7 separate regions of the Mus musculus genome follow, and regions 2, 3, 4, 5, 6 and 7 are each linked to region 1. Evidence: chromatin contacts called from public ChIA-PET and HiChIP or PLAC-seq data. All regions are on one chromosome and are shown on one strand. The core of a region is the stretch at or near the end of the contact, and the rest is flanking DNA. Distances in the headings are between cores, read along the strand shown. Region 1 holds the start of Rusf1 (RUS family member 1). Region 2 holds the start of Hsd3b7 (hydroxy-delta-5-steroid dehydrogenase, 3 beta- and steroid delta-isomerase 7). Region 3 holds the start of Pycard (PYD and CARD domain containing). Region 4 has its middle 41 kb from the start of Inpp5f. Region 5 overlaps Inpp5f (inositol polyphosphate-5-phosphatase F). Region 6 overlaps Inpp5f (inositol polyphosphate-5-phosphatase F). Region 7 holds the start of Prss8 (protease, serine 8 (prostasin)).

What was found. ChIA-PET counts read pairs in DNA pulled down with a chosen protein or histone mark. HiChIP or PLAC-seq counts read pairs in DNA pulled down with a chosen protein or histone mark.
Region 2: a contact with region 1 is called in a FOXA1 HiChIP or PLAC-seq map of pancreatic cancer cells. The contact joins the promoter of Hsd3b7 here to the promoter of Rusf1 in region 1. A contact is called at or near these places in 1 of 39 promoter capture datasets (pre-B cells) and 1 of 115 datasets of contacts at active chromatin or transcription factors (pancreatic cancer cells).
Region 3: an RNA polymerase II ChIA-PET map of effector CD8 T cells shows a contact between it and region 1, with 6 read pairs. The contact joins the promoter of Pycard here to the promoter of Rusf1 in region 1. A contact is called at or near these places in 6 of 39 promoter capture datasets (the C10 cell line, cranial neural crest, hematopoietic stem and progenitor cells and 2 more), 1 of 15 datasets of contacts at CTCF or cohesin (large pre-B cells), 1 of 484 Hi-C or Micro-C datasets (Sertoli cells), 4 of 115 datasets of contacts at active chromatin or transcription factors (the SCID.adh cell line, bone marrow-derived macrophages, effector CD8 T cells and 1 more) and 2 of 9 other capture datasets (adipose tissue and embryonic stem cells).
Region 4: a contact with region 1 is called in an H3K4me3 HiChIP or PLAC-seq map of the SCID.adh cell line, with 3 times the contacts expected there. The contact joins the enhancer-like site here to the promoter of Rusf1 in region 1. A contact is called at or near these places in 6 of 39 promoter capture datasets (the C10 cell line, cranial neural crest, hematopoietic stem and progenitor cells and 3 more), 2 of 484 Hi-C or Micro-C datasets (bone marrow-derived macrophages and cortical neurons), 5 of 115 datasets of contacts at active chromatin or transcription factors (the SCID.adh cell line, bone marrow-derived macrophages, large pre-B cells and 2 more) and 3 of 9 other capture datasets (liver, macrophages and pancreatic islet).
Region 5: a FOXA1 HiChIP or PLAC-seq map of pancreatic cancer cells shows a contact between it and region 1. The contact joins the enhancer-like site here to the promoter of Rusf1 in region 1. A contact is called at or near these places in 12 of 39 promoter capture datasets (the C10 cell line, the HPC-7 cell line, cranial neural crest and 7 more), 11 of 484 Hi-C or Micro-C datasets (B cells, the N1E-115 cell line, adipose-derived mesenchymal stem cells and 7 more), 22 of 115 datasets of contacts at active chromatin or transcription factors (the NIH/3T3 cell line, the SCID.adh cell line, T-cell acute lymphoblastic leukemia and 16 more) and 4 of 9 other capture datasets (adipose tissue, embryonic stem cells, liver and 1 more).
Region 6: a contact with region 1 is called in an H3K4me3 HiChIP or PLAC-seq map of the SCID.adh cell line, with 10 read pairs. The contact joins the enhancer-like site here to the promoter of Rusf1 in region 1. A contact is called at or near these places in 5 of 39 promoter capture datasets (the C10 cell line, the HPC-7 cell line, cranial neural crest and 2 more), 1 of 484 Hi-C or Micro-C datasets (bone marrow-derived macrophages), 9 of 115 datasets of contacts at active chromatin or transcription factors (the NIH/3T3 cell line, the SCID.adh cell line, bone marrow-derived macrophages and 5 more) and 2 of 9 other capture datasets (liver and macrophages).
Region 7: a contact with region 1 is called in a FOXA1 HiChIP or PLAC-seq map of pancreatic cancer cells. The contact joins the promoter of Prss8 here to the promoter of Rusf1 in region 1. A contact is called at or near these places in 1 of 39 promoter capture datasets (liver), 4 of 115 datasets of contacts at active chromatin or transcription factors (bone marrow-derived macrophages, extraembryonic endoderm stem cells, pancreatic cancer cells and 1 more) and 2 of 9 other capture datasets (adipose tissue and pancreatic islet).

What each region holds. Positions count from the first base shown.
Region 1 is chr7:128,296,790-128,299,489 of GRCm38.p6, reverse strand. Rusf1 (RUS family member 1) reads left to right here and starts at 1,359. Exons shown (of 13, transcript NM_145590.2): 1 at 1,359-1,700; 2 at 1,914-2,028. The coding sequence starts at 1,407.
Region 2 is chr7:127,799,168-127,801,915 of GRCm38.p6, reverse strand. Hsd3b7 (hydroxy-delta-5-steroid dehydrogenase, 3 beta- and steroid delta-isomerase 7) reads right to left here and starts at 1,307. Exons shown (of 7, transcript NM_133943.2): 1 at 1,202-1,307; 2 at 670-841; 3 at 300-455; 4 at 1-82. The coding sequence starts at 835. It overlaps Setd1a (SET domain containing 1A), which reads right to left. Exons shown (of 19, transcript NM_178029.3): 18 at 2,688-2,748; 19 at 1,794-2,610. The coding sequence ends at 2,437.
Region 3 is chr7:127,992,489-127,995,188 of GRCm38.p6, reverse strand. Pycard (PYD and CARD domain containing) reads left to right here and starts at 1,322. Exons shown (of 3, transcript NM_023258.4): 1 at 1,322-1,806; 2 at 2,018-2,074; 3 at 2,224-2,700. The coding sequence starts at 1,536. The coding sequence ends at 2,477.
Region 4 is chr7:128,568,787-128,571,486 of GRCm38.p6, reverse strand. No RefSeq gene overlaps it. Among named protein-coding and RNA genes, the nearest start is that of Inpp5f, 41 kb to the left of the region's middle. Within about 2 kb of position 1,321, at least 57 of the 459 cell types and tissues checked have an H3K27ac peak or open chromatin away from gene starts, as enhancers often do. A contact at or near this core is called in the SCID.adh cell line, bone marrow-derived macrophages, hematopoietic stem and progenitor cells and 1 more, where this site is marked.
Region 5 is chr7:128,671,251-128,673,950 of GRCm38.p6, reverse strand. All of the region lies in intron 9 of Inpp5f (inositol polyphosphate-5-phosphatase F), which reads right to left. Among named protein-coding and RNA genes, the nearest start is that of Inpp5f, 61 kb to the right of the region's middle. Within about 2 kb of position 1,315, at least 186 of the 459 cell types and tissues checked have an H3K27ac peak or open chromatin away from gene starts, as enhancers often do. A contact at or near this core is called in the HPC-7 cell line, the N1E-115 cell line, the NIH/3T3 cell line and 16 more, where this site is marked.
Region 6 is chr7:128,631,876-128,634,575 of GRCm38.p6, reverse strand. The region is part of intron 1 of Inpp5f (inositol polyphosphate-5-phosphatase F); the gene reads right to left. Among named protein-coding and RNA genes, the nearest start is that of Inpp5f, 22 kb to the right of the region's middle. Within about 2 kb of position 1,250, at least 53 of the 459 cell types and tissues checked have an H3K27ac peak or open chromatin away from gene starts, as enhancers often do. A contact at or near this core is called in the SCID.adh cell line, memory CD8 T cells and thymic regulatory T cells, where this site is marked.
Region 7 is chr7:127,928,798-127,931,497 of GRCm38.p6, reverse strand. It overlaps Prss8 (protease, serine 8 (prostasin)), which reads left to right and starts at 1,385. Exons shown (of 6, transcript NM_133351.3): 1 at 1,385-1,700; 2 at 1,924-1,941. The coding sequence starts at 1,616.

The DNA of each region.
Region 1 (2,700 bases), core at 110-2,609:
CTCTTCTGGTGTGTCTGAAGACAGCTACAGTATACTTACATATAATAATAAATAAATCTAAAAAAAAAAAAGATTCCTGTGTACTCCTTTTCTAAACTATTTTATTAAAAAAAAAACCAAACTCTCTCTCTTTGTGTGTGTGTGTGTGTGTGTGTGTGTGTGTGTAGGTGCACATCCATGATGGTGTCTGCTCCCTCTTCAAGTTGGAGTTACGTGTGGTTTGAACTACCTAACATGAATGCTGGGAACCCACTGCTGATGTCTTGGAAGAACTGGGAGCATTTAGCTAGTAAGCCTCCAAATCCCCTTATTAAGGAGCCTAAGTTCCCATGGGAACCTCGGTTTCCCCAGTAACAAAGTAACAACAAATGTTGGCAAAGAGCCCCTTACAGAATGTAAACTGCTCCAGCTGCTCTGAAAATCAAAAGGAAAAAAGAACAGACCTGCCTTAGGCTTACAGCTCTACTACCTATAGCTATACACCAAAGGACGCCATGTCCTACCACGGAAATACCTGTACATGTGTGTTTACTGCTGCAGAATTCGGAACAGCTAAGAAATGGAGTCAGTCCGGATCTCTCAGGAGACACATGAGTCACAAAATGTGGAGTTACAGTGAGATTTTATTCAACCATAAAGAAAAGTGAAATAATAACATTTGCAGGAAAATGAGTTTAAAGACTGTTGCAGAAACACAGATGCCCCGTGTTTTCTCTCATATGCAAGTCCTAGATTTGGAATTTTATGTGTGTATGTGTGTGTGTGGGAGGAGGGGCTGGGGTATAAGTCATGAAATTAGAAATGGGACCCTGAGGAGGGAAGAAGGGATCTTAAAGAAATAGGAAGATAGAGATCATGTGACATAAAAGCAGCATTGGGGTGAGGAGGGCTGGGTGGAGTGGGTAAGTGGATGTCTACATAGTAGGAGTCAGGCAAGAGAACAGGGGGAGGCGGGTGGTAAATAGGAACAAAGGGAGCAAAATATGAATCAAAATGCCATAATGAAGCTCATTAAGTCACAAGCTAACTTAAAAAATTTCAAAAACTCTATTGTCCTTGGCCTCACAAACAAAAAAAAGCACTGCGACGGAGAGGGATACTCCAGTTACACAGCTAAAAGTTTGAGATCTGAGTGGAGTCTCCACCACAACTATTTCCCCAGGAAGCCATCTCTCCCTCTTCCGATTGGAGTTCAGAGTCAACGGCCCCTATATTGCTCCTAGGGTCCAAAGAACGATAGGTAGGTCAGGTGCAGTCCTGGGGTGTGCCCCAGGAAGGCAGGACACACAATAATCGGAGTTCCAAGAGAATAAAAGATTAGTGTCCTTCTGTGGCCACCGTAGCCAAACAGGAAATGTAGTTCGCCTAGCTTTTTGCCGCGTTGGACCGACTCGCTGAACTTGAGGATGGCTGACGCTGCGAGCCTACGGGCGCCGCTGTGCACGGAGCAGTTCGGCTCCGGAGCCCCGCGCGGCTGCAGCGCTGCCGCCGATGGGAGCCTGCAGTGGGACGGGGCTCGGCGCTGGGGCTGGCTCTCCCGGGCCCCGATAGCGAAACCTGGGCAGCACGCGGGTGGAGGCGGGGGACCCTGGGCAGCACTGACCGCTCTTTCGGGCCTCAGATCCGTGCTGCTGCCTCAGGGCTTCCCAGATAGCGTCAGCCCGGATTACCTGCCATACCAGCTGTGGGATTCCGTGCAGGTCCGGCTGGCCGATTGCCGTGGGGGGGGGGCGGTTTATAGCTGGGGACCCGGGGAATAGGCCCCTGCAATCTGCATGTGCACATTGGAAGGCTAGGGTGCATTGCATAGTCCTGACAGTTTTCCAGGTCCCACAGAACCAGTGAGAGCTGGTATAGCACAGTAGGCTCCGTGCTCCTGCCACCTCTCCTCATTCCACTTCTTTTCTCTCCAGGCCTTTGCTTCCAGCCTCTCCGGCTCTCTAGCCACCCAAGCAGTATTGCAGGGCTTAGGGGTAGGCAACGCAAAAGCCTCCGTTTCAGCTGCCACGTCCACCTGGCTCGTGAAAGGTGAGCTGGAACCTGGGAGCCTTACCTGTTGATCTCATCCCTGCTTCCTGTCTCTGGCCTCTTTTTCCTTTACTGCAAACCCTAGCCTTGCTGTTTTGAACTGTTCTGACCTCTAACAGTGGTTCTCGTGTGCGTGTGTGTGTTTGTGCGCGTGCGCATATACACATTTATGGTCTGCAGCCTGATTAGTACACAGAAGCTGTGAATCTTTGCCCACAGCTGGAATGCCCTCATCAGTGAATCAGCCTAAGTGGCTCACCTTGTTACCCATGCAAACTTCAGAATCCCGAAATCATCCGGGATCCTCCTTAAATTACCTTTAATCTTACTTTATGCAGGATTGCATAGACATGCAGTTTATTACGTAAAAAAAACCCGCCAGCTTCCCGGGATGGTGAAAGTTGGGTACTTCCAGTGGGCAAAGGGGCATGTGGCTGGTCCTAAATTGGTAGTTAAGGAAATGCTAAAATGCACTCTGACCCCTCTGGGGTACCTGACTGTGCTGCAGTAAGATTATAGTAACCGTGTGCTGAGAGTATACAGCCTTCTGAAAAAAGTCACTAAGAAAATCAAAGATAATCTAGTATTATGCCTGCCACCTGGTGAGGGAAGCAGACCAAAGGGAACTCAACACTTGTTTCACGTTTAGGAGGGTCCTTGGCTCAGTCTTCT
Region 2 (2,748 bases), core at 58-2,557, 500 kb after region 1:
GGCCCCACCACTTCCATGCTGCTCGTGTAGACCAGGTACTGAGTGCCAGTCTGCACACAAGCATCAATCACATTCTGTGTGCCTATGGAGGAAAGGGACAGACGCAAGCTGTGTCTTCCCGCCTCTCACTCCTTCTGCCCCCCCCCCCCCCCCAGTGTCCAAGGAGAACCGCATCAGGTCAGGACAGGGTTCGACAGCAGTAAATGGACAAGGTTATCAAAAAGGACAGGCCCTCCCATAAAAATCACTGGTCAGAGGCAGGCCACACACTAGGGGCCAACAGGTAGGTAGCAGCTCACCCTGCACGTTGACTTTGTGGATGGTCTTTGGACTGGCCTTCCCAAACACATCCACCAACCCAGCTGTATGGATGACCACATGTGATCCAGACATGGCTGCTGCCACCTCATGGGCCTGAGTCACATCCCCCTGGATGGCAGTCACCTGCACAGGCCCTGGTGGAGACCCGAGGCAGTGTCAGAGCTGGGGCCTTAGCCAGCTGCTGAGTTTGGCCTGTCCACACCCTGGAAGCCACATGAACCAATGACTCACCCGGCCCCTCTGTCTGGTGGAGAACAAACAGGAATCATCTTTTCCATAAGCTGAGGTATCCCAGTCTGGGAAGGGATGGGGCCTCCCTACCTCCTGCTACTGCCCCACTCCAGTCACCTGCTTTCAGCTCCTCCAGCCAAGAACTCAGGTGCAGGTCAAAGACACGCAGCTCCCGGAGCCTGGGCTCCCGTTCCAGCAGCATCCGAACAATATGTTCCCCCAGGAAGCCGCAGCCACCTGTGACCAGGTATACCAGTGTTGGCACCTGTGCAGAGTCTGCCATGCCCAGCTGTGGGAAGAGAATTTAGCTCACTAGAATTGCCTGGTAGCACCTGCTCCAACCATGTGTTCTTCATAGAAGGGATCATTAGGTGGGAGCAGTGTGGGTGGAGAGGCTGAGTAGCAGGGGTGGGTTGCAGTTTTCTGTGCCTGTAGCACTAAGGCTCCCTGCCCTCTGACCCTAACTGCTGAGTCACTAGAATTGGATGCAGAATGGGAGGGATTGAGGCGGGTGGGGGGAAAAAAAAAAAAAAAAAAAAAGACTAGATTACTAAAGGACAGGCAGAGAAAGCAAGGAGTTGAATAGGGAGGTTGGAAGGGCGCAGGCTAAAAGGCAGGCCAGCTGGGCCTCAGTATCAGCTCTGCCTACCTGTAGTAAGTCCCAGGGCGCACAAACTGGCCACTGGAGGAGGTTGTGTCCTGGACTGGTGGACCAGCTAGATGTACATAGGCTTCCTTCCTTCCGCTCGCTCCTCCCTCCTGACCCATTCCAGGAAGGAGACCAGCCTAGCCTCCACCCCTAGGGGCGGGCAAGGGGGTTTGGAGGGAATTTTCTTGCCAGAGTGCCCCCTGGTGGCCAGTCCACTCTTCAGTGGCAGGCAAAGGACAGAACCTGCCCATTTGGTAGTGTATTTCAGGATAATAGGGTAGGGAAGGGATGCCCCCATCACTGATATGTTTGTCCCTCCTGCTGGGTCTCCCAGTAGGCTGAAGGCCCAGCACCAGCTATGGTTCTGGGAGGGAGAGCAGGGTAAACCTGATCTTGACATAATTCTGGCTAGCATCCATAGTGAGACAGATCTGGCATGTTTGTTGTATCTAGGTGGTTGGTCCAAAGCAGCACTGCGGTCTGCAGGTTGATTCACCCCAAACTCAAAGCCACCCATTCCCCCTCTCTCCTGCTTCACCCACTGTGGCAACTTGCATCCCAGTCTGCTCTTCCCAAAGATACTGACCAAGCATTTTTGTACAATAAAGTTTAATCACAATTATAAAAATGTGGTGTTGGGTTTCACTATTAACATTATGTACAATCCAGCCCAACAAGAAGGGCCTGCCCCCCACCATCCTGGCCCACTGAGCCAGAGCCCTGAGACACCAGGGTGGGAGGGTGACCCACAGGGTCTGGCAGGAACAGATGAGGCAGGGTTCCAGGCACAGAGTTCCCAGGACTAGGGGCCAAAGGCCCCCCCAGGGGGAGAACATGGCCACTGCCCCAGAGACCCCTAAACTGGGGCGGGGTGCACATAGGGCAGAAGGGGAAGTCCCCATTAACATGAAGCAAAGGGCTATGCAGCCCCCAAGAATAGCATCTATACAGGCTGGTACCCCAGGTTTCCACAGGAAACAGCTGCTGGCAGCTACAAAACATTTACAGCTTCTTCTTCGCAAAGAAAAAAAAATTAAGAGGGTGTTTGGGCATGGGGCATAGGGGAGGCAGCAGATGCCTCAAAGGACTGAGGCTCCCTTGTTGGCCTCAGTGCTCCCTATCCCACGTGAAGGTGGGGGCAGTGGGCCCTGCTGAGCCCAATAAGGCTGGGGTGCTGGGAGCTTAGGGCACCAAGGGGGAATAAATAGGGGTGAGGGCACCGGTCCTGCCCCACCTCAGTTGAGGGAGCCACGGCAACTTTCAGTGCCGCACAGACACGGAATCTTGTTGTCTTCTAGTGGGAACTTGTAGTCGTAGGTGATCTCCTCATCCACGCCGATGGGCTGCTTCGAGTAGATGACAATCTTTTTCTGAGACTCAATGGTGATCACCTTCGCATAGCAGTTGGGCTGCAGGAGGTGGGAGTGTAAGCCACAGCCCCACCTCACCCCTGCCCAGCCCAGCCCCGGCCCAGCCCTGAGCGCACCGTGCAGCAGTGGTTGATGAACCTGGCGAGGTTGCCACACTTGGTGGCATCAATGATGGTG
Region 3 (2,700 bases), core at 73-2,572, 300 kb after region 1:
CCATGCCACAAGGATGGACACTCTGTCACCCTGCAAACTTAATCCATAGTTGTAAAGTGTCAAGAGTTAAAACTCTGCTGGTCCTAGTGGCACACACCTTGATCCAAGCACTTGCGATGCAGACACGTGGATCTCGAGTTCCAGGACAGCCAGGGCTACAGAATGGCATCCTGTATAGAGGAGGGAGGCTCCTTAAGCCAGATGTGGTAGAATACACCTGCTATTCCAATTCCAACCAGTCAGGGGGCTGAGCAAAAAGGATCAGGAGTTCAAGACTAGCCTAGCTTACACAACAAGGTTATCTAAAGTAAATAAATAGGCAAAGCATTAAGTGGTGACTAGGTAGCGGGCCCTTGGCACATGCTGGGCATTATAACAACCTCCCTAGCCTCCCCTCCCCCACAAAAGCACAAGAGCTACAAAAAAGTAGCTTTGTTCACTAGCAGCAATATGATCTAGATGGGTAGATGGAGGACTCTTAAGACTGGACTCTCGGAGGAAGTAACATTTAACCTGAGGGTTGAGGAGCCAAGCATTTGTCTGAGAGAGAAGCAATTTCAAGGTTTAGGGAACAGCATGTGCAAAGAATTGAAAAAGCAACTCCAGAGGAACTGAGCTTGAAGATAAGGGTAAACTGGCAGTGTGGTATAAAACAAGACTGACTAGATCAAAACTGGGATGGACCAGTAGACCCCCAGCCATGTTTAAAGCCAGTTAGGAATTCTGGGTACAGAGCAGGCTCCAAGGTCATCCTAACCAGCCCAGGAGTAAGGGGGTAGCTAGCTGTCTACTCAGGTCTCTACACTCCAGTTGTCATCACACTACAAAATATTTAATAGCTGGGGCATTTGGTAAGGTTTCAAGAAGCCTTAGCCCTTCCAACCCAACCCATCATGAGCCCAGGTCCCCCACCTTCTAGCAGATGTGAGGCTGAGAGATGGGAGTGACAAAAACTTTTAGCTGAAAGAAACTAAGGTGAAGACATAGTCACTCTCTTTCGCACTTCATTTTGTCCAAATCTGTGGAATTCAAGGGGCTTAGTGTTCTAGCTGTTAAAATTCTAATATTCAATGGCATGTGAGTGGATCCTAAGATCTGGGGAAACAAAATTTGGGGCGTCTAGATTTCCAAGATTCTAAACCTCTATGCTCCAAGAAACTCAACAGAAACAGGTTGCTTTTCAGCAACAGCTGGTTTGCAAGTAAGCTCTATTGAGTCTCTCAGCATCTCCGGACCTGCCAGAGTAACAACTTAGCTCCACCCTCTGTCCCCACCCCACTTCCTCCACCAACCCACCTCCACCTAGTTTCTTCAGCCTAGCCAAAAAGCCAAGTCTGAAAGTCTTAGGGGCGGAAACCAAAACTAGTTTGCTGGGGAAAGAACAGGAGCTGTAAGAAAAGAGGGTGGGGGAGTCCCAGCATGCCCATCGGCCTAAGCAGCTGACTTCCTGGTCTTGGCGGGCTGGCAGCAGGCAGGCTGCAGCAGGCGAGCAGCAGCAAGAGTAAAAGGTGACCGCGGCTGCCCACCCCAGAGCCATGGGGCGGGCACGAGATGCCATCCTGGACGCTCTTGAAAACTTGTCAGGGGATGAACTCAAAAAGTTCAAGATGAAGCTGCTGACAGTGCAACTGCGAGAAGGCTATGGGCGCATCCCACGCGGGGCCCTGCTGCAGATGGACGCCATAGATCTCACTGACAAACTTGTCAGCTACTATCTGGAGTCGTATGGCTTGGAGCTCACAATGACTGTGCTTAGAGACATGGGCTTACAGGAGCTGGCTGAGCAGCTGCAAACGACTAAAGAAGGTGAGTGTGTCCCCTTGTTCGTCTACCCTCAACTTCCTGCACACCAGCAGAGGCTTGCCTCTTTGGCGCTTAACTGTTCCTCCTGCCATAGCCAAAAAAAAAAAAAAAAAAAAAATCTTCCCTTTGTAGCCTTGAACTTAGCACCGTGGGTGGAGTGGGAGTGAACCCCTGAAAGTCTGTTGATAAAGATCCACCTGGCATTTCTTTGCAGAGTCTGGAGCTGTGGCAGCTGCAGCCAGTGTCCCTGCTCAGAGTACAGCCAGAACAGGTGAGGCCTCCCCACCCTACCACACCCTTGCACAGCCTATCTTTGCCTATGTAGTCATGGTGGGTGGCTTTCCTTGATTCTCCAACCCCTAAAACTGCGTTAGTAAATTTTGAAGCAGTTTTAAACACTGCTTTCACTTCCACCCTCAGGACACTTTGTGGACCAGCACAGGCAAGCACTCATTGCCAGGGTCACAGAAGTGGACGGAGTGCTGGATGCTTTGCATGGCAGTGTGCTGACTGAAGGACAGTACCAGGCAGTTCGTGCAGAGACCACCAGCCAAGACAAGATGAGGAAGCTCTTCAGCTTTGTTCCATCCTGGAACCTGACCTGCAAGGACTCCCTCCTCCAGGCCTTGAAGGAAATACATCCCTACTTGGTGATGGACCTGGAGCAGAGCTGAGGTATCTTTTCCAGCTACATTATCTAGCTCCTGACTTTGTATACACAATTTTTGAAAAAACAATTTGTATTTGTGTTTACTCTCTGGGATGTTTTTGCTGAGCTAAGCTACATTTCCAAAGGCCATATGTGGCCCAGTGGTAGAACATATACCAAACATGCACAAATCAGTCTCCAACACCTAAATTCCACAGACCCAAGTTATGGCTTCTCCATTCTAGTGC
Region 4 (2,700 bases), core at 72-2,571, 270 kb before region 1:
GAGTTTCAGGACAGCCAAGGCTTCACAGAGAAACCCTGTCTCGAAAAACAAAATAAAACAAAACAAAAAAACAAAGAAAGATTTATTTTTTATTTGTGTGAGTGTATGTCTGTGTTTCTGTGTGTGTCTGTGTGTACGTTAGGTGTGCTTATAGAAAACAGAAACAAAAAAGGGCCTTGGGTCCTCTAGACATGGAGCTGCAGGTGATTGGATACTACCCAGTATAGACCCTGGGAACCAAACTCGGGTCCTGTGCAAAAGCTGTGCATGCTTTTAACCACTGAGCCATCTCTCTAGCCTGCACTTAAACACATCTTAATGCTGCTGGCCCAGTACTAAAGGAGGAATTGGGCACGTTGGAGGCTTGGGCAGCTAATAAATCCCAGAGCAGGGGTTAGTGTGTCTCCTGTCCTTCCAGGTAGCTGGACACTAGGGAGGTAGAGAAGGGAGGACTCGCTTTGCCCTGGCGATCCAGTCTCAGAAGTGTTCTCTCTGTGTTGTAGAACCTCCGTGGCCTCTCCTACACATTGCCATAACCACCCTGAAACAAGAGGACCTACAGCCAAATGGCATTGACTGAGGAGCAGGGAGGACTGACTATGTCACAGGCTCAACAAGGATTAACACTTATGAGTCAGACAGCAAAGGAACAGAGATTAGAAGTGCATTCCTGGGGACTGGTGAGATGGCTCAGTGGGTAAGAGCACCCGACTGCTCTTCCGAAGGTCTGAAGTTCAAATCCCAGCAACCACATGGTGGCTCACAACCACCCGTAATAAGATCTGATGCCCTCTTCAGGTGCGTCTGAAGACAGCTACAGTGTACTTACATATAATTAATAAAAAACAAAAAACAAAACCTATTAAAAAATTGATATTATAAAAAAAAAAAAAAAAAAAAAAAAAAAAAAAAAAAAAAAGAAGTGCTTTCCTGCTGGGCCTTACATCTCAACTGAAACACAGCAGAAATCCAAGCAAAGAGTGTATGCGTGCATCCCCACAAGAAGCTCTCTGCAGAGGAGTAGCATCTGTTATGGTTTTAGGGTGTGGTTTGTCCTCCGGAGATCTGGGTGCTGGAAGCGTGATTCAGCGTGTTCATGTTGAAAGGGAACAGAACCTTAGGAGGGGAGCCTAGTTCAAGGGAATTTAGGCCACGGGGTCATTGCTCTTGTCATCTGAAGAGATTAATGTTGTCTTATAGAATAAGTTAGCGATTGTGAGAGCCTAAAATTATAAAATGAAGCCACCATTTTTGTGTGTGACTGCTTCCCTTTTTGCTTCTTAACCACATTGTGACATAGCTGGGCGGTGAGAATAGGGGGTTGGGGTGAGAGGTTGGGGGTAGTACAGCCTGATCACAGAGTTTCAACTTCCAAAACCTTTAAGTGCCTGGCCTCCTAATTTTTGTTATAGCAACAGAAAACAGACCAGTATGCTACCTTTCCGGATCCCTGGTTAGATGGAGGAGCTCAAGTCTTATGGTTAGGTTGGTTTCAGGCTCACTCTACCCACCTCTTGTGTCTGTTTCCTTATGGTTGCCTTTTCTTTTTGTGACAGACTTTCTCTATGTAATGATCATCAGGTGTTCTGGGTTATTTACTTTACCAGCTGAGCATCTCCAGAAGAAGATGGTGTTTTCTAGATGCGACAAAAGCCACGCAACTGTCTTAGGGTTTTACTCCTGTGAGCAGACACCATGACCAAGGTAACTCTTAAAAAGGACAACATTTAAGTGGGGGCTGACTTATTGGTTCTGAGGTTCAGTTCATTATCATCAAGGCAGAAAGCTTGTCAGCATCCAGGCAGGCATGGTGCAGGAGGAGCTGAAAGTTCTACATCGTGTTCTGAAGGCTGCTAGAAGACTAGCTCCCAGAAAGCTAGGACAAAGGTCTTAAAGTCCACGCCCACAGTGACATACTTCCTCCAACAAGGCCACACCTACTCCAACAAGGCCACACCTACTCCAACAAGGCCACACCTCCTAATAGTGCTACTCTCTGGGCCAAGCATATTCAAACCACTACAGGCTCTGATTAGCCACATGTGAGAAGTGCATGGGGATTTGAATAAGAGTGGCCTCCGTAGGCTTATATATTTGAATGTTTGGTCCCTAGTTGGTGGAACTGTTGGGGAAGGATTAGGAGGTCTGTCCTTGTAGGAGGAGGTGTGTCATTGGGGGTGAGCTTTGAGGTTTCAAAAGCCATCACCAGGTCCAGTCTCTCTCTCTCTCCCTCTCTCTCTCTCCCCCCCCCTCTCTCTCTCTCTCTGCCTCCAACTTTTGGATAAGACATAAGCGTCCAGCTACTGCTCCAACACCATGCCTGCTTGCTTGCTGCCTTACTTCCGCCATGATGGTCATGGACTCAGTCTTTTTTTTTTTTTTAAAGATTTATTTATTTATTATATGTAAATACACTGTAGCTGTCTTCAGACACTCCAGAAGAGGGAGTCAGATCTTGTTACAGATGGTTGTGAGCCACCATATGGTTGCTGGGATTTGAACTCCAGACCTTCGGAAGAGCAGTTGGGTGCTCTTACCCACTGAGCCATCTCACCAGCCCGGACTCAGTCTTGAAACTGCACTCAAGCCCCTAATTTTAGGCTTTTTTTTTTTTTTTTAAATAAATTGCCACTGCCAGGCAGTGGTGGCGCACGCCTTTAATCCCAGCACTTGGTGGGTAAAGGCAAGTGGATTTCTGAG
Region 5 (2,700 bases), core at 66-2,565, 370 kb before region 1:
AGTGAGCAAGATGCTACAGTCCCTACTAACAGTAAATTGCAAATGTCAGGATATAAAAGAGGTTTTAACCTACTGACGGGTAAATTTAAATAACTGAACAGAGTCAGCATTGGTGAACATGAAAAACAACAGCGGGGTCCCATTGCTACTGAGAATAGAAGCTGTGTGATCCCTTAAAAACGGTTTCTAATTTCCTGCTGCTTGTGTTGGGTGGGCAGGGCAAGTCTGAGGATTTTCAGTGCTTCTGGTGCAGTATCTCTGAATGCTAAATATCAACTTTAAGTGTATATGCTGTTTAATTCAACAAGTTTGCCTTCACAAATTCATTCTGCAAAAACAAGTTCCCTAATTCTTAGACTTTTAAAATTGTCTTTACTCTCGGTGGGGGGCACATGTATAAGCATGTGCAGGGGGCAGAGTTAGAGAACTTTATGGCGTCTGCTCTCACGCCCCGCCCCCTTACGTGGGTGCCAGGGATGAAAATGTACACATGGGTGATAAGGCTTGCCCATCAAGTGCTTGACCTGATGGGCCATCTTGCCAGCTCTTCACTTTGGATTATTTTGTTTTTGAGGCAGGGTCACACTATGTAGCCCTGGCTGTCCTGGAACTTGGTATGTAAGCCAGGTCAGCCTCAAACTCACTTTGTGCTGGACTAAAGGTGTGCACCATTATAACCAATTTGTTTTTTCAAACTGAGTTCTTATATAGCCCAGGCCTTGAATTTACTGGATAGCCTAGGCTGGACTAATCCCCTTTACAACCTCTATAGTCTCCTCCTGAGTGCTGGGATTATAGATACACACCATCATTCCCAATTTAGAACTTTTCCTTTTTTCTGCCAGCCTTTGCCTCCGGAGGTGTTGGGATTAAAGGCATGTGCCACCACTGCCTAACCTAAGAATTCTGGGGAAAAGACTAACAGCCAGAGACTTCACTGCAGAACAGTATGTGCACTGCCAGCTCTTTGTGACTTCAGCCCATGGTGAATGTGCGGGTGTCAGGTGACCTTGCTACAAACAATAGATTGCTAACTCAAATCTCAAGGCAAGCCTGGAAGCCGCAAGGCTGAGTGCAGTGACTTCAGTAAACCACTGAGGACTCGGGTTCTTTCTGCCTTTCCCTCTGCCATTCCCTCATTGCTTCCCCAGCAGCACACTGGATAAACGCCCGACTGCTTCATTCACCATCTTGAGACAGATGCAAAAGTCCCTAACATCAAATCCTGACAAAGCAGCCTCAGGGGCACTGTGGGTTCCGGTATATCTTTTATTAGAGCAGGAAGCTTTTCCCACATCAGACCTTCTGTCAAACAGCTCCAGCCTAAACCAATTATGAGCTAGCGCAATGCAGCCACACGGATGAGTCACCCTGACCGTGGGCCCCTCATCGCAGAAAGCAATTACCCAGGAGAAGGACACAGATAACACAGATAAATGAACACTGCCAGGCTCCTGCTGGAGGCCAGGAGGTGTCTGCTCAGCGCCCGCCTCTAGATATTGACGTGCGTCAACGGGGAGCAGGGACAAGTGTGGGAAGAGGTTATTTCCTGGCGTGCACACCTCAGTATTGCTCCTTTTAACAATTTGTGTTGCATTTAAATATGGCTTATTCTTTCTAATGCTACTTACAATTAGGAATATCAATAATGCATGAATCAACACGAATCAACACATTATTAAGGAACTCAATGCAGAATAAGACCAAATCATTCCTGACCACATCCAGTCCTTCATGCCGCCCTCAGCAGCCGCTGGCTCTGATGCTGCAGTGAGGCTCTTGCATAAGCACCCGTGACTGAGCACACTTGGAGTCCTGTTTGCCGATTTAAGTGCTAATTGCTCTGCATCCTTTCCCAGACTTGACGCTTCTCAGCGGTTCCCCTCAGCTCCCCAGTGTGTGAGTCATGGCTTTAATTTGCATTTCCCTGATGATTAATGAGATGACGCACCTTCTCTGATGGATTTGACTTTATAAAATATCCTTGTACATAAAATCCTGTTACATTATTCTGTCCAGTTTTTTTTGTATTGTACATCCTTTTTAATGGGTTTAGAAGACATTTAAATGTGCTGCGAGATAACAGACCAAATCTTAACTATTAAAGATTTATTTTATGTGTGTTTTGCCTACATGTACCTGTGTGTACCATGTGTGTGCCTGCTGCCCTCAGAGCTCAAAAGGAGGTGTCAGATTCCCCGGAAGTGGACTTACTCATGGTTGTGAGCCACCATATGTATTCTAGGGTTGGAACCTGGGTCCTCTACAAGAGCTCTTAACTCTCCAGCCTCCCCTAATCTCTGAATTACCTTTCATTCTCTTCATAATGCCTTTTTAAAAAGTATTTATTTTATGCATGCGTTTCAATTGTGCATAACCAGAAATAACAAATAGTAAAAAATCGTAAAGTAAAAATCAAGTTAGTCCCTTTCCATTATGGTTAGCGTTGTTGTTTTGTACATGTATGTATCTTTGTGTGGTGAATACACAGCATAGCACATGTGCAGAGGTCAGAGGTCAACCTTAGATGTAGGCCTTTGTCTTCCATCCTGTTTGGGGCAGTGTCTGTATTGGTTACAGCAAGCTGGCCTACAGAGCTCTAGGATTCTCCTTTCTCCACGTCCAAGCTCTCCTTAAGAGCCCTGAGATTACACATTCAGGGCCTCGAACTCACAGAGATCCTCCTGCCCCTGGCTCAGA
Region 6 (2,700 bases), core at 1-2,500, 340 kb before region 1:
TCTCTCCTTCCTCCAGGTGGGTTCCGGGGATCAAACCCAGGTTGCCAGGCTTTTGAGGCAAGTGCCCTTACCTAGTGAGCCATCTTGCCAACCCTCATTTCCAATCTTGACAACATTATGAGGTTGGCATTAGGTGACCCAGTTTACAAGTGAAGAAATAATGCTTAGAAAAATAACAGAGTTGCTTGAGGGACCCAAAGAAGCCAGGGACTCCACAGGAGGGCCAACAGAGTCAACTAACATGGACCCTTGGAGGCTCCCAGAGACCAAACCACCAACCAAAGAGCAAGCATGGGTTGGACCTCGGCCCCCTGTATATGTGTAGTCAATGAGCAGCTTGGTCTTCATGTGGGCTCTCCAACAACAGGAATCTCTCCCTGAATCTGTTGCCTGCCTGCCTGCCTGCCTGCCTGCCTGTGGATCCCATTCTCCTTGATCTGCTGTGTGTGTGTGGGGGGGGGGGGGGTGAGATACTAGAGGGGGGCTCCCCCTTTGCAAAGATGAAGGGGAGGGAGGAATGGGGGAGGAGCTGCGGGAAGGTGGTCCTGGGAGGAAAGGGAGGCTAATATTGGTAGGTAAAGTTGAATGAATAAATAAATTTACTTAAAAACTAAAAAGTTCCAGGACGGCCAGGGCTATACAGAGAAACCCTGTCTCGAAAAACCAAAAAAGAAAATAAGAGGGAAAAAAAAGGAAAATAACAGTCAAACTGCCCACAAGACAGGAGTCAGAGCCTCAATCAAAAGAAATATAATAAGACTCTGCCTCAAAAGCGTAAGTTGAAAATGTCAAAAAACTTAAATTAAAAACAGGTATAGTGGCACAAATCTTTAATCTCAACACTTGGGGCATAGAGGCAGGCAGATCTCTGTGAGTTCAAGGCCAGCCTGACCTACATAGTGAATTCCAAGCCAGCCAGGCCTACACAATTTTGAGATCCTGTCTCAAAAATTTAAAAAACAAATAAATAGAGTTAGGAATAGCAGTGCATGCTATAATCTCTGATGTTGTCCAGGCTAAGGCAAGAGGATCTTGAGTTTCAGGCCACCCTACTCTAATGGCAAGACTGTTTCTCAAAATAAACAAAACCAAAGAGGCCTGCCTATCTGACTGGGGTTGTACACCCCAGCAACCTGCTGCAACACCTCACCTTCCCCCCCCCCCCCCAAACAGCGCAGTGAGCCACTGAAACAGGAAGTTTTAAATGCCGCATGTGATTACAAAGTATCAGTATGAGACGGAGGGGGAAACTGGCCACTGAGGTAAGACTAGTCTGTCTCGTTTCAGGTCTCTGCCTGCATAGTAACTGCAGTGCCACACAGAACTACCTCCTCTTAAAAGTCTTTTTCAAGGGCTAGAGAGATGCTGTGGTGAGAACCAGGCTGATCTGCTATACTCTCTTCAAGCCCTGATATATAGAAAAGGCCTGGGGACTGGGTCTTGGGGAAACTTCAGTTTTGGATCCTGAGAACCCAACTCTTCCCCCTAAAGTGGTTCTTAACCCTCTTAACACTGGGACCCTTTCATACAGTTCATGTTGTAGTGACCTCAACCATAAAATTATTTTTATTGCTACTTCATCACTGTAATCTTGCTACTATTATGAACTGTAATGTAAATATTTGTTTTCTGATGTTCTAAGGGGACCCTTATGAAAGGGTCATTAGTCAATCCCAAAGTGGTGGTGACCCCCAGGTTGAGAACCACTGACCTAAAGCGTTATGGTTATCAGAGCCAAGGATGCTGCATGCGTACTTGTTCTGTGACACACATGAAGTGTCCTGTGTTCCCTTTGTGAAGCATTGCTTGGTTAGCATCCAGCTGACTTCAACCATCATATGAAAGTTTCTTCTGTCTCCTTTCCCTGCAAACCGTATATATGATGTATGTATGATAAAATAAACTTGCTGAGATAAGACAAAGTTTATATGAGACCTCCTGGGCCTCAACTTTCCCATCTTCTCTGTTTTCTGATCTCCTGGTCTGTTCAGAACCTACCAGTGAAGAACAGCCAGGACCTGAGTGCAGGTCGATGGTGCGACGGTTAGGAGCACTTGTGACTCTTACAAAGGATGATCAGTTCCCAGAACCCTCAAGATGACTGGAACTCCAGTTCCAGGGCATCTGACACCCTCTTCTGACCTCCACGGCACTGCACATGGAGTACACTTACTAACATACATGCAAGCAAAAGACTTAACACATAAAATATAAATAGATCTTATAAAAAATCTTTTTTAAAGAAATAGAACATCCTGGCATAATTTTCCATTTAAGGAAGTACTTTTTCACATAAATCTTTAATTAAGATTTTTTCTATTATAAAAATACTGTGATAAATGATGAATTTTATGCAAATATTTTATTTGTCTCCATCCTTAATAGCATTAAGATAGATTCCTAGAAATGAAAGTAGTAGTCACAACATTAAAAAAAAATAAGGCTCTCAAGCATTACCAAATTACTTCTATTAAATGTTATGTCACATTGATTTCTGCCAAAAGCATATTTAAAAGTTTACTTTAAAGTTTACTTATATATAATTTTCCTGCATATAGGTATAATATATATATATATATATGTACATATATTTACATATATATGCAGGTAAACTTAAAAACACACACACAGGATCTCTCTCTAGGTAGTCCTTGCTGTCCTGGAGCTCACTATATACCTAGGCTACTTTGAACTCAGAGA
Region 7 (2,700 bases), core at 136-2,635, 370 kb after region 1:
GAGGCTGCTGCTCTCCAGCCTGTCTTGAGGCAGGGTTTCATGAACCTGGACCTTGCTGGTTCGCCTAGACTGGCTGGGCAGCAAAGCCCCAGGGTCTGCTGACTCCCACCCAGGACTGTCCTGGGGTTGCAGCTGTGAACCGCCACACTCACACTTTACAGAAAGCCAGGGATCGGAACCTGGGTTTTTATGGGCCTGCACGTGGGAATTGCTTTACCACCGAGCCTTCCCTAGGCCTTTCCCTGAACTCCTACCCTACCTACTTCACAACACCCCGGCTTTGTCTTTATTTATTTATTTATTTATTCTTTTTTTTTTCCAAGACAGGGTTTCTCGGTATAGCCCTGGCTGTCCTGGAACTCACTTTGTAGACCAGGCTGGCCTCGAACTCAGAAATCCCCCTGCCTCTGCCTCCTGAGTGCTGCTGGGATTAAAGGAGTGTGCCACCACATCCGGCTTTTTTTTTTTTTTTTTTTAGAGATTTTTCTCTATGTAGCCTTGGCTATCCTAGAATTTGCTATGTAGACCAGTCTAGCCTCAAACTCACAGACATCTGCCTGCCTGTGCCTCCGTGGGACAAAGCACAACTGGCTTTAAAGACACGTGCCACCACACCTGGCCTAACTTTGCCAGTGTTGTTTGGTTGGCATCTTTCCATGCCCTCTGAGGATTTGGTTCCCAGCGTTGTTCTTCCACGAGCCCTGCAGCTACTGTGCAGTTGAGAGTCCCACTAATTGGGTCTATATCACAGCTCCTAATTTGAAATGATTAATCAATAATTGCCTTTTGTTACTTGATTCGAGTCTGACATCCCCACTTCATCATCATCTTAAGGAGGTCATAGATGGTACAGTCTGCCACTTGTGCCGGGTGCACAGATAGGTACTTAGCAAATACTTACCGGATGATTGTCAATAGCCAGCCGTGCTCAACACCTGCAGGAAGGTGTTTCTACAGAGGGCCTGCCACGAATGGCTTTGGCCTGGGGCATTCCCCCATGCTAGTTTTAGATACCTGGCCTGAGGAGGGATGGGAAGGGCTGAGCAGCGGCTGTGGCCCTACCTTAATAAGGTCTAGACCAGGCCAGGTTGTCGGGGAAGAGGGGACTAGGAGTGGGGGGAGGGGGGGTGATAACTGAGTGACCAATAAGACCTGGGGTACTTGGCTGGCCCTTAGGGTTCCCAGTCCTGCCTGGGACTGCTTTCTGACTGTCCAGGATCAGTTTTCCTGTATCAAAAGCACCCACTGCGAAAGGATCCAGGAAAGGACCACAGAGGCCAGAAGCAGGAAAAAAAAAAGCCTGCTTTCCGAGGAGGAGGAGGAGGGCGTGGCTGAGGGAGGAGCCCACAGGTGGTTGGCTCCTGAAGTGCCTGGAGAGGTCTCTGTTGACCAAATTGTAAGGCAGAACAGGTCCACGCTGGTCACTGCAGAGAGACTAAAGGTGTGTCCCGTCTTCCCCCTGGCCATTTTCTGCCGAGAAGCCTGCTTCACCTTCCCAGCCTAGATCCTGGGATTCCTCACTCTGATCCCACACCTAGATCCTGCCTTCAAAACCAGCCTTCTGGTTCTTCCCTTTCTACCTAGGGGCTCCTTCGGGGGGCCCTTGTCCTAGGCCATGGCCCTAAGGGTGGGCCTGGGACTTGGGCAGCTGGAAGCTGTGACCATTCTGCTCCTTCTCGGATTGCTCCAGTCGGGAATCCGTAAGTATGGATCCGCGGGAGGGAGGGTTGGAGAAGGAGCCCCGGTGAGAGCAGGCTGGTCCCCGTGTAGACTGAATTCGCGAATCTCCGTGTTCCTACCGTCTTCCCCTCTTCTCTTGTTAGTCCCCCAAACAAGGAATCACCCTATGGGGAAGCGGTTGGCGTGAAGGGCTCTGGGGACTCAGGCCTCCCTGCCAACTCCTCTCTCTTTCTTTCCCTCCAGGAGCTGACGGGACTGAAGGTGAGGCTTTCTGCGGGAGTTGGGGGAGTGAGGGCACAGCGGCTCGGTGTCCCCTGGCGGGTTGTAGGAACACTTGTCGCCTAGCTGGGCTTGCACTTAGCCACACTAAGTGTCCCAACAGCTCTGAGTGTATGGAATCTTGGCTCTTGTTTTATGAGGAAACTGAGGTAAAGAGATGCAGTGAGCTGTCCGCGGGCATAATCGAAGCCTGACTCTCAGTGTGGGTAGGGGAGGTGGCTCTGAGAAGATCAGCTCCAGTGTAGACTGGTTTCCGGTCTGAGCATAACTATCTAGTAGCCTTGTCTCCTTATCTTTCAAAGCTCCAGTTTCTTTGCCTTGAAAAGCTGTTCAGTTCTGTTCTTCTAGGGCTGTGAGGAAGACCGGGAGATTGGGAAGTGAAAGCCCCTTGGAGCCTAGATGCGCCTCAGCTGCAGTCTGAGTAGTAGCCATTGTCAGGATTGTGAGGGAATGAAGGAAGAATCTAGCTAGGTGTTTTCTCTGCCTACTGCTAGCTTGGGGGGTGGGGGGAGCGGCTCAGGTCCCCAACCTGAGGAATCCAATTTCCTTGCAATGTTCAATCACACCCCTAGTTCTCCTGTGCTCAGCAGATGGGGAGAGGGTGGAAACAGGTGTGTCTCTAGGTAACGCTCAGGTTGGTGCAGTTGGAACAGTCATAGGCATGAGAACAGGTGTCAGCCAGCCTGGACTCTGTGGAGAGGGCCCTGGAAGCTGAGAGCGACACCTGTGACCTAGCCGGCT